Linked DNA regions of Oryzias latipes: region 1 is linked to region 2. A link is a contact called in public Hi-C data. All regions are on one chromosome and are shown on one strand. Each heading gives the region's core, a stretch centred on a gene start, on an enhancer-like site or on the middle of the called end of the contact. The rest is flanking DNA. Distances are from core to core; before and after follow the strand shown.

What was found. Hi-C and Micro-C count contacts between places; a contact is called where the count stands out from the background.
Region 1: a Hi-C map of embryo shows a contact between it and region 2, with 2.3 times the contacts expected there. The contact joins the enhancer-like site here to the promoter of LOC101163480 in region 2. A contact is called at or near these places in 2 of 5 Hi-C or Micro-C datasets (both in embryo).

The regions. Positions count from the first base shown.
Region 1 is chr4:20,680,042-20,686,736 of ASM223467v1, reverse strand. It overlaps LOC101163480 (carboxyl-terminal PDZ ligand of neuronal nitric oxide synthase protein), which reads right to left. Exons shown (of 13, transcript XM_023954384.1): 5 at 3,189-3,297. Among protein-coding and RNA genes, the nearest start is that of LOC101163480, 94 kb to the right of the region's middle. Within about 2 kb of position 1,311, at least 3 of the 8 cell types and tissues checked have an H3K27ac peak or open chromatin away from gene starts, as enhancers often do. A contact at or near this core is called in embryo, where this site is marked.
Region 2 is chr4:20,584,384-20,591,611 of ASM223467v1, reverse strand. It overlaps LOC101163480 (carboxyl-terminal PDZ ligand of neuronal nitric oxide synthase protein), which reads right to left and starts at 2,280. Exons shown (of 13, transcript XM_023954384.1): 1 at 1,812-2,280; 2 at 1,445-1,516. The coding sequence starts at 1,916.

The DNA.
Region 1 (6,695 bases), core at 62-2,561, 96 kb before region 2:
TTCAATGCATTTCTTTTTCTTTCAAGCGTATTGTTTTGGGGTTTCATTAACATAGCATGAAGTACTATTTACATTTTTTAACTTAAATGTTATCTTTAATTTCATTCTATAATGCTAGACTTGTTTTTCTGCGACGATTTGAACTTCCAGAGTTTATGCAAAAAAAAAAAAAAAAGTGTAAAACGTTAATGTGCTTGTATGTCTGAGAAAAGTGAGAAAGAAAGGGTGTCTTTTTGTTTTGTTTGTGAAACTAAAAATATATACATTATGTTCTAAAACTAACCCCCAACAGGAGAAATTTTCCAAATAGGATTACAGATGTATTAAGGCTGTAAAACCCTTTCACTACACACTTTAAATAAAACCAGGGAAGCTAGAAAGGAGGAAACAGTTTTTTGCGAAGCTGGATGTGCTTAATAAAATAAATACATTTAAAAAAACGTAGAAATCTGACACTTCAGCCTTGTACAGGCTAGTTGGTAAAAAATATAGTCTGATATTAAACTGTTTGGTAGCGTAATAGGGACCAATGCCTTAAACATCACAGTTTGACATGCACACTCAAACTGCCAACCTTTCTTTAAGCCACGGCTTCAAACTTTTTAAATGCTTTTACTATCAAGTTGAAAAGTTCACTACTTCTTGCTGGCACTCCTGACCCCTTGACTCCACTTTAAGCTAAAACTGCAGCTGCAAATCTGGAGGAAAATCCTCCTAAGAAATGTCACACAACAGCACACATTCCGTGACCCCAGAACATCGATTAGTAGTCAGTCCAACACTTTCAGGGCAATCCCATGCACCTAACATTACCATAATAAAGGGCCTGATCACTTGAAAGCTTCCGGTTAAACTGTTAATGGGAGAAGAAAGACGGGACCCAGGCAGTGTGAAAAAAGGAAGCGAAAGAAACAAATATAATGTAAAAAGTGGTGATCCACTAAAGCCCTTTAATGTCTCTAAGATAAATATACGACGAGATAACTTTTTTTTCCTTACCTCTAACAGTTTATGTTTGGGTTAAAAAGAATTCTTCTAAATATTTATCACAATTTATATTTAGAATGTTCTTCCTATCAAACGTAAGCAAATCCGCTTCCCAAAAATAGCCACAATCAAGAAAACTAAACATTCTCATTGATATTGTATTAAAAACAGTCATGTTGAGTCTAGAAACTACGCATAATGACAGACGCAGACTGGTTTCCAGCTTTGGGGCCTCTGGTTGCCCCAGAGCCTTCTGGTATGTGACACTTTCCATTTTATCTCCAGCTCAGAATATGAGCAGTGTGTGAGCATGTGTTTGTGCTCAACTGTCAGTGTGGGTCCGTCTATAAAAGATAATGAGCCAATGTGTGCCTCCCCCAGCTAACCCCTGGAATAACCCATCAACTCCCCTAAATTGGCAGAAAAAACTGGAAGCACATTTTTTTGGACCAACCACGTCACATGGCCAGGCTCTTGTTTCGTCTATACTGCTCATTTTGCTGCAACATGTCTAATGCAGTAAAACCCCAACCCATCAAATTGCAGCAAAGAGAAAACTACAGACAGGAGTACAGGTGTTTGACGAGAGTCTTTCCTTCATGAAGGCTGTTGTGGTCGGACATAAGCACCGCTTTCATTCTTTTTTTGAGGGGAGGACAGACTGCTTTGAACTTGATAAACAGACTATGAAAACACTGACAATGCCACTAGACCTCTTTATAAAGCTAGTGTTTGACACAAAAGTGGAAGAAGATATTGGGCCGAAGTACAAAGCAAAGTAAAAACTATAAATGTAAACATTAGATGTGTGATTCTGACCTAGTTTCTGTAATTAGGGTGGGGGTGGGGAAACCAATCTAGCCTTTGGGGCATGTTCATATCAGGCAATCCATAGAAAGATGATGATGAAACCCAAAGTGTGGTTTGTTTGGTTACTGTGATCGCTCCCTTCAGTGTTCAGGCCTAGTTATGATTATGACATATTCATGCTGTGACTGGCTTGCAGAAGTGGACCAAAGCGACCTACAATGGACTTTGGGACCAAACATATCCAGGTGCAAATCTTCTGAAGTATTGCTTTAATTATATGTCACACTGCATCTAAAATGCCTAAAAGGGTTTATTGCAAGCCTAAGCCCAATAAAAAACTGCCAATCATAATTTCCCTATAAATTAAACAAGAAAAAAGATAACATGTGTGTATATTTTGGTTTAATATTAGAAAAGCTTTTTTCAAATTTTGGGCTGCACAATGTTTAGGTGGCTAGCATTTTGCCCTCACAGTGAAAAGGCCCTGGTGCAAATCTCGGCTGGGTCCTTTATGTGTGGAGTTTGCATGTTCTCCTTGTGCATTGGAGGGTTTTCTCGGGGCACTATGCTTTTCTGCCACAGTCCAAAAAAAACCTTTCATTGTCAATTTTGCAATTTTCTCTTTAAAGTGACTGTGAGTGGGTCTGTGTTTGGCCATGTCACTGGCAAACTGTCCAGGGTGTAACCTGCCTTAACCTAAACACCGAACAGTTGCTGTTCAGTGAAGGCATAAATGTATGCAATTGTATGCCATTTCTAATATTTATTCTTTTTGGGGAGGGGGCTTGGACAAATATTAAGACTTTTCTATATTGATATTGTTAATAAAATATTACTTTACTTCAAGTTATTTATGAACTTTATTAAATTTTATTATTTCTAGTAAAAGTTTAAATATAACTTACTACCTTAAAGATCCAGACTTTAATAATATGGCAACACTAACGTGATGACAGATTTACGGAAAAAACATTTAATTCTAACTGACATCCTGGATCCAACTGGATCCAATTCATTCTTTTCTTATTAATCCTCTTAATTTAAAGTGAGCATTATAAAGGTACATATGTGACTTACATTTATGGAGAAAAAAGGAAAAACAGAAAAGAATAATTAGGCCAGATGTTGACATCAACAAAAAAACTTCCCCAGAACATATAAGAACTGTTCAATTCTTCTCTGATGCAAAATGCAGAAGAAAACTGATCTTGGAAAACTAAATAGAGTCTTTCTTTAACATAAGTATCTATAAAGTGCTAATACGCATAAAACTAATCTTTGTTTTTTCCTTCCCTTTCTTATTGTTGGCAATTACTAAAAAAGTAATTAACCAATGTGTCCAGCACCTTCAGTTTTAGGCTCACTAAATGTGCTTTGTTCCAATTTCTCACCTTCTTTTTGGACTTAAAGACATTGCAGCGGAAAACATTGCTTTGTCCATCCCTGGCGATGTAACTAAAGATCTTCAGATCCTGGGAATCATGGGAAACGTAGAAAATCCTGAAAAAAAAAAAAATTTGATCAGAAATAATCATGAAGGTGGTTTTGGTAACGGCACCTATCATTATTTCTACTATAGTAGAGACAAAAATAAAGACAAAAAGTGAGACAAAAATAAACACCACTAAATGTTACCTTTAATCTATAGGTAACAAATGGAAGTTTAACATAAAAAAGTGAAAAGTTAGAATTTGGTAAGACCAAAGGAAAAACTTCCAACATTTTGCCTCATTTGTGTGAAAGTTTGGGAAGGAAAATGTAGTCACACGCATATTCAATCAAATCAAATCAAATCAGACATCAGTTTTCACACCCCCTCTTCCATCTTAGAGCTGCAGCGTCGCATTTTAGATCTGCAGAATAAGCCGCCTTAAAAATCAAAAGTGATATGATCCACAGAACTTCGGTATTAAATGAAATGCTATGATGACAAAACTATCTTGTGAGTGAAGATATGCAAATAACCAAGTTTCAGACATAAAAGACCAAAAAAAAAGACTTCATGAGAAAGAGATTGTGGAGAAATAAATATCCTGCAGCATAGATAAACAAAAGAAGAAAGAATTATGTGAGAAAAAGTGACAGAAGAAAAAAACAATAAACCTGCAGGAGGGAGAACACTGAATGTGTAATGCTCTTTGCTGGATATTATTCATAAATGAAAATAAAAAATAAAAATTAAAAAACTGCAAGAGATACTGCAAATAAAGATGTGGAGAAAACAAACAAATCATTAAGTTAGGAAATAAAAACAGTTAAAGGTAAAGTCCCATTAGGTGTGTGATATTTGTTCTCTGTATTTGACCCATCCCTGGGGGAGTGGTGAACTGCAGACACAGCCACGCTCCTTAATGCTGAGTGTCAAGCAGAGTCTTTGGTATGAGTCGGATGTGGATTTGAACTCATGACCTTCCAGTCTCGGGGTGGACACTCTTCCACAAGACCATTGAATGCAAAGTTCAATTGTTCAATGTCACGATGACTTAAAACAATAGTAAATTACAAGGATCATTATTGATTTTTTTCTGTTTGTGTAGCACTGTGAAACAACCTTGGTTCTGAACAGGCAGTATATCAATAAACTACATTAATTGGTGAGAAGTGTTTTAGGGGTAACAGAGAGGTTCAGGGTGGAGGTGAGACTGCACCAAGGATCAACATTGAGCTCTTTCTTGATTTGTAGTGATGGACAGACTGACAATTGAAGTTGGAAAGGAATTTCTGTGGACCATGATGTTTGCAGATGATATAGTCATCTGTACCATATTTTCTGCAATATTACGCCCGCTAAAAAGTCTTCATTTTACTGAATAATTACATTATATTGTATTATCTGGAATGCCTTATAAGTGGAATAATTCTAGCTGTTCTAACTGACTTCAAAGTGATTTTGAGATGTACAGAGCGGTCTGTCAAAATGTTAGTCTGTTTCTTTTACAAGTTACAAAAAAGGTTGGGTGTTTTGGTAAATGTGCTAAAGCAGCGAACATGTAGCAGTGACTGTTTTTTTTTTTACATGTTACTAACAAGGTTGAGAGAGTATAGTCACAGACATTTATTTTAGCAGCATCAGTCTGGTTTCTGGTTGAGAGTTACAGGTTTTGTGAATACTGTAACACTGCTAACGTGTAACATGTTAAAAACAAATTCTAGAGATACTTTAAATCCAGTTAATAAAGTCTGAATGACTGACTCTTTTGTCTCACTTAATGTTGGGTGTGCATTATGTTATAGTCGGGTGTGCATTATATATGACATGCATTCAAATCAGACCATTCATTGCTGATGCACCCCATAGTGCAGAAAATACGTGACTAAGCAGGGAGCAGGTGGAGAAACATTAAGGAAGGTGGAGGTTTGCTCTGGAAAACAGAGGAATAAAGTTCAGTTGCAGTTGAAAGAGCAAGTGTGTAAATGAAAGGTTTTGAAGTGGAACAGAGAAGTTACAAGGAGCTCAAGTCAAGAAGGCAGAGGTCTTTAAGTGCTTAAGGTCAGTAGTCCAAGGCAATAGAGAGTGTGGGAAAGAAGTGATGAGGTGTGTGCAAGCAGGTTGGAACTCGTGGAGGAAGGTTTCAGGTGTGATGGAGACAAGAGTGTCAGTAATAATGAAGAGTAGGAATCAGAGGCTCTGAGAAAGGAGGCAGAGCTTGAAGTGGCAGAGCTGAAGATGTTGAGTTTCTCTTTGGGAGTGAAGAGGATGGGCAGGACCAGCAATGAATACATCAATTTTGTGTTTGGGAGATAAATGCAAGAAAGCAGACTGATATAGTTTGGACAGTAATTATGTTAAAGCTTTCATGGAGACCAAGAGGATGACCTAAGAGGAGCTTCATTGATGATGCAGTGAAGGACAATATGAGCTTGATTGATGAGAGTGAAGACATTGCAGGGGATTTTTGCTGTGGTGATTCCTAAATAAAGCATGCAACAGACTGATTCAATCACTTTTTGTCAGGGGCCAGTCAGTGCCTTTTTCCCCACTATACTGTTTGGTCCACCTAACAGTTTACTTTGACAGATGTGAAGGTTTACCTGAACTGTGCAAAATACAGATTACAGAAGAAATACACCCCCCACCCCCCAAAGTAAAAAATAAACAATTGTTGAAGTATGTTAATGAACAAAGTTGCTGACTAAAGTTGCTGTGTAATGATGTGTCCCATTATAAGTAGCTTGCACAGCATTTCTTTCCTTCATCATCTTTCCAGCAAAGCATCTTCTTTATTAGCTTTTTTCAGTTCCTTTATTGTTAGGTTGCTGCCTAACAGATGGCAGAAAAAGGAGAAACAGATCGGCAACATCTGGGATGGTAAGCATGTTGGAGTAGGACTACATTTAAAAGTTGACTCCAATCTAACAACCACAAGAAGTGTGTCACTGTGTCATCAGTACCTTGAAATCACAGTGGTGTATGTAAGACCACATATTTCACTCTGAACATCTTTGTTATCAGACAATTATTGTCATTACAGGAGAGTTTACACAACATGCTTGGTGTAATTTATCAAACTAAGATGATGTTCAACAAGGCAAAAGTCAGACATGAAAGGTAGATTACGTATTAGTTCTGATCCCTCCTGTTTTTGCACGTTTGTTTGGTGATGATTAGAGAACTCCATAGCATTTTCAGTGCTTGTCCTTGTGCTTGACTGTCCTCTGAAAGCCTAAGGTCTTAAGCTATGTCATGGCGAATGCAATTATTGCATCAGGAACGTCCAGTTTCAATGTTAAATCAATGTACAGAAGCAAGCAGAGGTCCTGTGGCGCCTTTTAAGTGTTGGCTGCGACGTGGCGGTCTGGCAGCAGTGCAGTCTCAGGTGTCACAGCTTGTTTTGGGTGTTGCAGTGTTTTTAGAGTTCAAATATCTGAACTTTGGCAATGAAGACGCGCCACATCAA
Region 2 (7,228 bases), core at 1,031-3,530:
GTCTTTTCTCAACCAAATATAGCAGATTTAATTCAAACCATCATTGGTTTTCAATTATTATTTAAAATCGACTAATTTAAATGTAAAAAATTAAGAAAGAAAAAAGTATAAATAGATCTGTATTATGTGGGTCAAGATACCAATGAGAACACAACACATCCATAATCATTAGAGTTTTTGTTTCTGTTGTGTAGGGCTGTCACTCACGATTATTTCAGTAGTCAAGTTGTGGGTGAGAGTTGTTGGCATGGAGTATAAGCCCGTCCCTACTTCCTCTCACCCATGCACAAAGATATGCACGTCTTTAAATCCATCCTCTTCAACCGTTGACAGAGCTCTCATTTCTTTTAGAAACATGTTAAAGATGTAAGATGGTGTGCAGCGGCTCCTCCTCGGCCTACAGTCAACCATGGCGCTGAACCCCGTATTGCTTCTGGTGGTCTTGTTAGCACTTTGCATGGCAGCTCTCCCACCATCAGTGTGTGAATGTGTCAAAGCATGGGTGAAAGGAATGCGACCAAAAGGCTTGTGTGAGGGGAAAAATCAGCTAATATTCCAGACGCGCAATTAAAAAAAATGTTTGGGGGGGAGGGGCTTACTCCACGCCAACAAGTCCCACCCACAACTCAGTTTTTAATGAACTCCTGCAGCTCTGCAGAAACAACGTTTTCAACAGAAGTTTTCAATTTGGGTTTAAAAACAGCATAATCGTGATTCAAACACCACTGGGAATGTGTTTAAAATAGTTTGAATGATGATTGGAACGGGACCTGTAATAAATGGAGTAATACTAGGATCACGGAGCCGGATTGCTCTTCAAAAGTGGGTCCGCACAGAAAAGTCTGCATAAGGGACGTTATGAAAAAAGACGGATGATACTGGCATCTTTAGATTGATTACAAATGAAGTTTTGGATTCTAGAAGACTGACACCTGAGTTATCCTTTGACTGAGAAACATGTTGCCAGATTTCCATATAAATGTAAAGACAATCATTTGACAATTTGGTAGAAGAGAATATAAATATGACTGTTTGTGAGGGGTTATACTATAAGGTCATGATTAACCAATAGAAGAAGCAGAGGTCACATATATGAACGTGCTTGATCTGCTATGATGAGATAAAGAAACTAAAGTTATAGTTGTAAGGAAAATCAGCTGAGGCATCATATTTGTTGTTCTCACCATCTGAAGTATACTCAGGATCTTTTTTTTTTAAATCTTATTTTGGCATTTGAATCCCAGTTGGAAAGAGTGAATTGATGAAAAAGATAGAAAATGTGTTTCTGAAACACTAAAAATTTACCCCTTAATCCTGTAATATATATGGGAGGAATTAAGCATGCATTAATATTGTTTAGACACTTCAGCACTTTTCTGAAGTGAGCGTCGATTGTAGCAAAAGCTAAAGTTTTCTGGAGCGTTAACTTTTTGTCTTCACTCACCCGGATTCGTCTCATCGCAGCCACGATCTCCACCCGGCTGCTCGGCCGCGTCACATCCAGACTGCCGATGTACTGCGGGTGGAAGGGGTGAAACGTGACAGGTACAGCACATTAATGCCTCAAACATTATGTTTCCAGTTATCCTGACTCAAACTGCACCTGAACCATGCAGCTTTAACCTCCAGCTAACTAACAACTTCAGCTACTAACTAACTAAGCTAGCAGAAGTTTCGGACTTCTTTTCTTTCATTTTTTTCTGGAGTTTTTTTTTTTTTTTTTACTCGAAACTTCTGTGCCAGACACGTTCGTGTCGAAAGGCGGACATTGGAATGGAACGAGTTCCGTTTCAAGAGTTTGTATTTTTCACCTTTGCCTCGAAGTTGATTCCATGCTGGAACGCTTCCTCGTTGTGCAGCGGGATCCTCAGGTCGTGTCCATCATCCACCAGGTTGTATTTGGTCTTCGCAGGCATTCTCCAACTGTGTGTGTCTTTTATTAATCCAATCTTCCAGGGGAACTCGGGAGTACAAACCAGGCCGATTTGATTCAAAAAAATCCGGGTGGTAAGCGATCCTGTACATCCACTCACTGGCTCCACATCGCAGCAAAAGCTCCCACTGCGCCTCAGCGGCGGTGCTACCAACTTCCCAGGTACTCCGGCGAACTGCTATCCCGCTAAAAGCTCCGCGAAGCCGCGCTGATCACACGCGTTGGACAGGCGTCACGCGCGCGCGGACCGTGTTTTCCTGACTTTTTCTGTTCTGAATGTGGAAGTTTGTCGGCTCTGCCTCCGGATCTGGACTCCCCGCCCCCGCCCCCGCGGTACGGAAAGAGGGCGTGATTGGAGGAGTCGGGAATCCCACCTGTTTCCATTGAAAAACGGAGGCGCCGTGGGGGCGTGGCTTACCGGCTATGTACCTGCCTCTTTCTCCTCCCCCTCCTTCTTCTTCATATACATAAGAAAGAAAAAAACAGCCTGGACGATTCCCATTCAAATTTTTGTCATACCTGTTCTTTGTCAATACGTAACGTACTTACTGGTCAGTGAGGACAATAAAATTAAAAAACATTTAAAATAATTTCTCAATTACCAAATATATGTATATTTAGGTCATATTTATTTAGAGGTTTGTTCTTAAATCAAGTAAAGTGCCAGAAAACTCAAGGGTGTAGACTTCATAAACATCTGGTCCAGATTTCAAGGACAATGCTGCCAACTAGCGATTATTTCTGGTATTACATCGATGCAATTTGTGTTAAAGCCCTTTCTCATTTCACTTTGTTCTCTTTCACTAAGAATGAAATGTAAACTTATCTTCTTTCTCTTTCGGCTTTTCCCATCAGGGGTCGCCACAGCGAATCATCCTTTTCCACCTCACTCTATCATGAACATCTTCTACCCTAACATTAGCCAACTTCATGTCCTCTGTCAAGACATCCATGTATCTCCTCTTTGGCCGTCCTCTTGCCCTCCTGCCAGGCAGCTCCATCTCCAACATCCTTCTACCAATATATCCACTATCCCTCCTCTGAACATGTCCAAACCAAACCAAATGAAATGTAAACTTATATTTTCAGAAAATGTGGTCAAGACTTTTTCTAAGTCATTGCATACATTCTATAGCTTCTATTTCGTGGTTTATGTACATTTTTATATTTTGCACATATTTTTGCAAATAACAGTCAATTTTTTTATCATATTGGTGTCTTTATTGAACTGATATGGTGACTGCTTTTAATCTCACTGTACATATGGACAATTACAATAAATAATTACATTATCCATGTTAGTGGGATAAAGATAAAGTTTTATATGATCATTCCAACATTTACCAGCCCAAGGCAAAACAAATTTTTGTCCACTTTGATCTTTTAGATTTGACTTTAATTGTAAATATTGTAGCTTTACATATATCAGTTCAAAATCATAGACATCATTTTTCTTTGTTTTGCTTGGGACCATTTTTCAGATTTTTGTTTTCTTTTGAGCTAGATGGGAATACGTTGCTTTACTAATGTCCCCCCCACTGAAAGATTGGAATAGAACAGCTTCCTTCATCCGTTAAAGCCAGAACATTTGAAGATGAAGCCTAAAATACTAAATGAATGAAATTATGTTTTATGAGGAAAATGTGTTGCCTTTCAAAGTCTACTGCTCATAAACACTTCAAATACTTCATCCAAATGCCGTTTTACATAAGCAGACCCCTGAGATGTCAACTATTTTGTTTCTGGTGTCCTTAGACAGCTCTTTGGTCTTGGTCAGAGTGGAGTTTGGAGTGTGACTAAAGTTGTGGACAGGTGTTTTTTTATATAAATAACTAGTTCAAACAGGTGCCATCAATACATATAATGAGTGGAGGACATTGGATCCTCCAACAGAAGAAGTTACAGGTCTGTGAGAGTCAGAAATTTAAAAATTTGAAAATTACAGGCTTCTCTCATTGTTTAAAGTGGGTGAACTTGCAAAATTGGTACTTGACCAAATACTTTTTTGCCTCACTGTATAATGTATAGAAAATAAAAAATTGTTAAAAATATCCAGAGATCTCAAGGCCCACCGATGTTAAGCACGTTATGACCCATTTTATTGCTTTAACGTCGAGAGACCAGCTATATGGCCAGAATCCACATTCATGCATTCACATTCAACACAGTTGTTATGTATTTATAATAAGGCATGGGCCATCCGTGCTCCCTGGAAGCAGAGATGCATTGCTTGTCTGGCGGGCAGAGAAGGGGAAATGGGGCAGAACAAATTCATATTCTCACCACCTCTTAGAAAGATATAGTCGCTACTCCTAATAGTATCCTTAGGGAAGAGCTCCATCTGATTCAGCCAGGATGCCGTTGGTTCAAAACTGGCATGTCATCCCGCATTCAGCTGTTGCTTTGATATGGAACTGAATGCAGGAAAATTAGAAGCAATCCCACAATTCATTTGAATATGCATCATTATTTAGCAAGGTTATTTAAATGGTGGAGATGATGCAACATTAAACTGACACATTAGGGCCAAAAAGTGAGGAGCTCTCATAATTTCAACTATCACCATGAGGTCTGCAAATGACTCACACTTTTTCCATTTTTTTTTTTAATATACAAGCATACTGAGAATGTGTTGATACAAAACTGGTACAAAACCTCTCTTGTTATTACCTTGTCACCCATAGTTAACTGGCAGACAGGGCAGCTGGTGTCTCTGCATGAAGATCAAAACCCCTCATTGGGACCCCATGTTTTCTTAAGGCTCTTTTGAAAGAATAGGTGGTGGCCTAATCCTCGCATGGTCATCTAATACATGTGATCTGATGATCAGGACTCTGGTTTTAATACATAAACTCCCTACATAAAGCTGGTTTTGGAGATTAGTGTAAAAAACACAGCATGGTACCATTTTAAAACCACAATGAAGCATATGTCACTAAGATAGCAGGGGGCATTGCTATGGGATTACAAGAGACTGTCATTTCTGTGACAAAACTTTAATAATACTTTAATCATTTCTTTTACTTGAAGCTCATGAACAGGCAACATTTTAACACATTTTATCATAAAAGGACTTTAAACAGACTGAAAAAAAAATGTAAGGATAACACTTTTGTAACTGTAATAAAAAAGAATCCTGTAAATTCTGAATAAAACCTTATCTACCTCTGTGCCGGTTCCAAGCCCGGTTTGAGAAGGTTGCGTCAGGAAGGGCATCCGGCGTAAAACATTGCCAAATTTACCATGCGATTTGTTCGCTGTGGCGACCCCTGATGGGAGAAGCCGAAAGTGGAAAAAAAAAAAAAAAAAGTTTACAAGCATTTTTTTTTTTGCTTTCTTCATGAAAGATTCATAAAACACCTCAAGGTCGCCACAAGTAAAAAAAAAGAAAAAAAGAGAGGCAAAAATTATAGAAGTGTCAAACAAATGCACAATTCCATGCTTGGGATTCACAGGGTGAGCATTTTAATGGAAGAGTAACATTTGTTTTTTTTCCTTTCAGGGTGATAATAAGTCACAGCAACACACATTTATAAAACTGTGAAAAAACTATTGTGAATCTTATAGAAACATAATAACAATGCATCTGTTTAAATAATTAGTAATACATATCTTTTAAACATTGGAACTTGTAGTTTTTTTTTGTTTATTGTCACCTATGATTGCTGTGGATACTTTAGTGAGGAGGAAGTCATACTTGTGGAAGTTTTTTTAATGTTAATGAGTGGGGCTTACTTCTATCTCACAGACAGGTAGATAGACTTAAACATACTTTATACTTCATACATCATTTAGCAGGATTTAAGTGAACAAACTTCTCCACAACTTGTTACACATCCCTTTATATTTTGGTTAAACATCTTAAAACTCCAGTGTCACCATAGCATATCTATGCTGAAATGCTTTTATCATGGTATGTTTGTCCAGGTCACAATGACATGTCAGGGGTCGGCTTATGTAAAATGATATTTGGCTGGATGATTTTTTTTTCCTTCAATGTTAGTAACTTCGCAATCTAACAGTCCATAAATGGACAAATGGCTCAGATCTACAGACCTGCTGTCGCCATGTGTGATAGTGATATCTTAGTCAGTAAGCACAAACACAAACGTTTTATAAGGGGGGGGGGGGGGGGGGAGTCTTTGGATGGATGGCAAATGAGAGCAGCAGAGTGGAAGGCCGTTACGAATGAAGGGATATATATTTCAAAGCCTTTTATAATTGTTATTAATAAAAAAAACAGCAGTTCTTTCAGCTAAGGTGCTGTTTCTAACGCATAAAGAAGCTTGTATGATTTCTTAACCCTTGACCCCTGAATTTATCTCCAAATATGAAAAAAATGTTTTTGTATCCAAGTAAAGTTGAGATAGTAAATTTGACAATAGCACATACAAAAGATTTAATTTTAGGTTTGTCGCAAATAGTTGTAAACAAGAGCAGAATGATGCGCCGCCTCTAAACCTTTTTCTAAGAGCAACTAATGCTTGAAAATGGTTCCTAGGTACATGTATATATTTAAAGTAAATCAACCGAGAGTGGAAGAATACAGATGGTATTTTGGGTGCATTTTAAGCTAAACTAGTTTGAGACGAAAGCGCCTCTGTTGGCATCAAGGGGTCTTTGTTAATGTTGACTCAAAAATTGGGGTGGGAAGAGAGGGGGCAAAGCTTTCTGACTCTCCCCTTGACACCCTGTAGCTCTGCCCTGCTCTGTTCTATACACTTTAGAAGTTTTTCGTTTTAAATATTGATCAACCCGTTTTCTTTTGCCTTGTGTGCGTTACCTCTTGGCCAGGACTCCCTGGAAAAGAGGTTTATAATCTCAATGGGACTTTCCTGGTTAAATAAAGGTTAAAAAGAAAAAAAAAGATTACAACTATGGCACTGTTTTAACAGACAAAAAATCTATATATTTTTATGATATTTGGTGTTAAAGAGCATAACTTGGATCATAGCATTTTCATTCTATCTTTAAACTGCAGAAACTCCAAACCTTCTAGTAAGTCATTTTAAAAATCTGCTAGTACGCCTTCACTAAAGATAACACTCTAAAAAATTGACAAAAGTGAAGACATGGACAAGAATTTGACTAAGTAAACTGACCCAAATCTGCTACAAACTGGGTAAAATAATGTATAATAAATGTAGTTTGGTGACAGCTGAACAAACCAGTCTCTCAATGGCAGGAATAAATACACTAACCTAAAGGGGCTAAATCTAGTTTTTAAGTTAAATGATAAATAAGCAGACTAATTCAGTATATCTTATCAAATTATACGATATACCATGGCCGAGA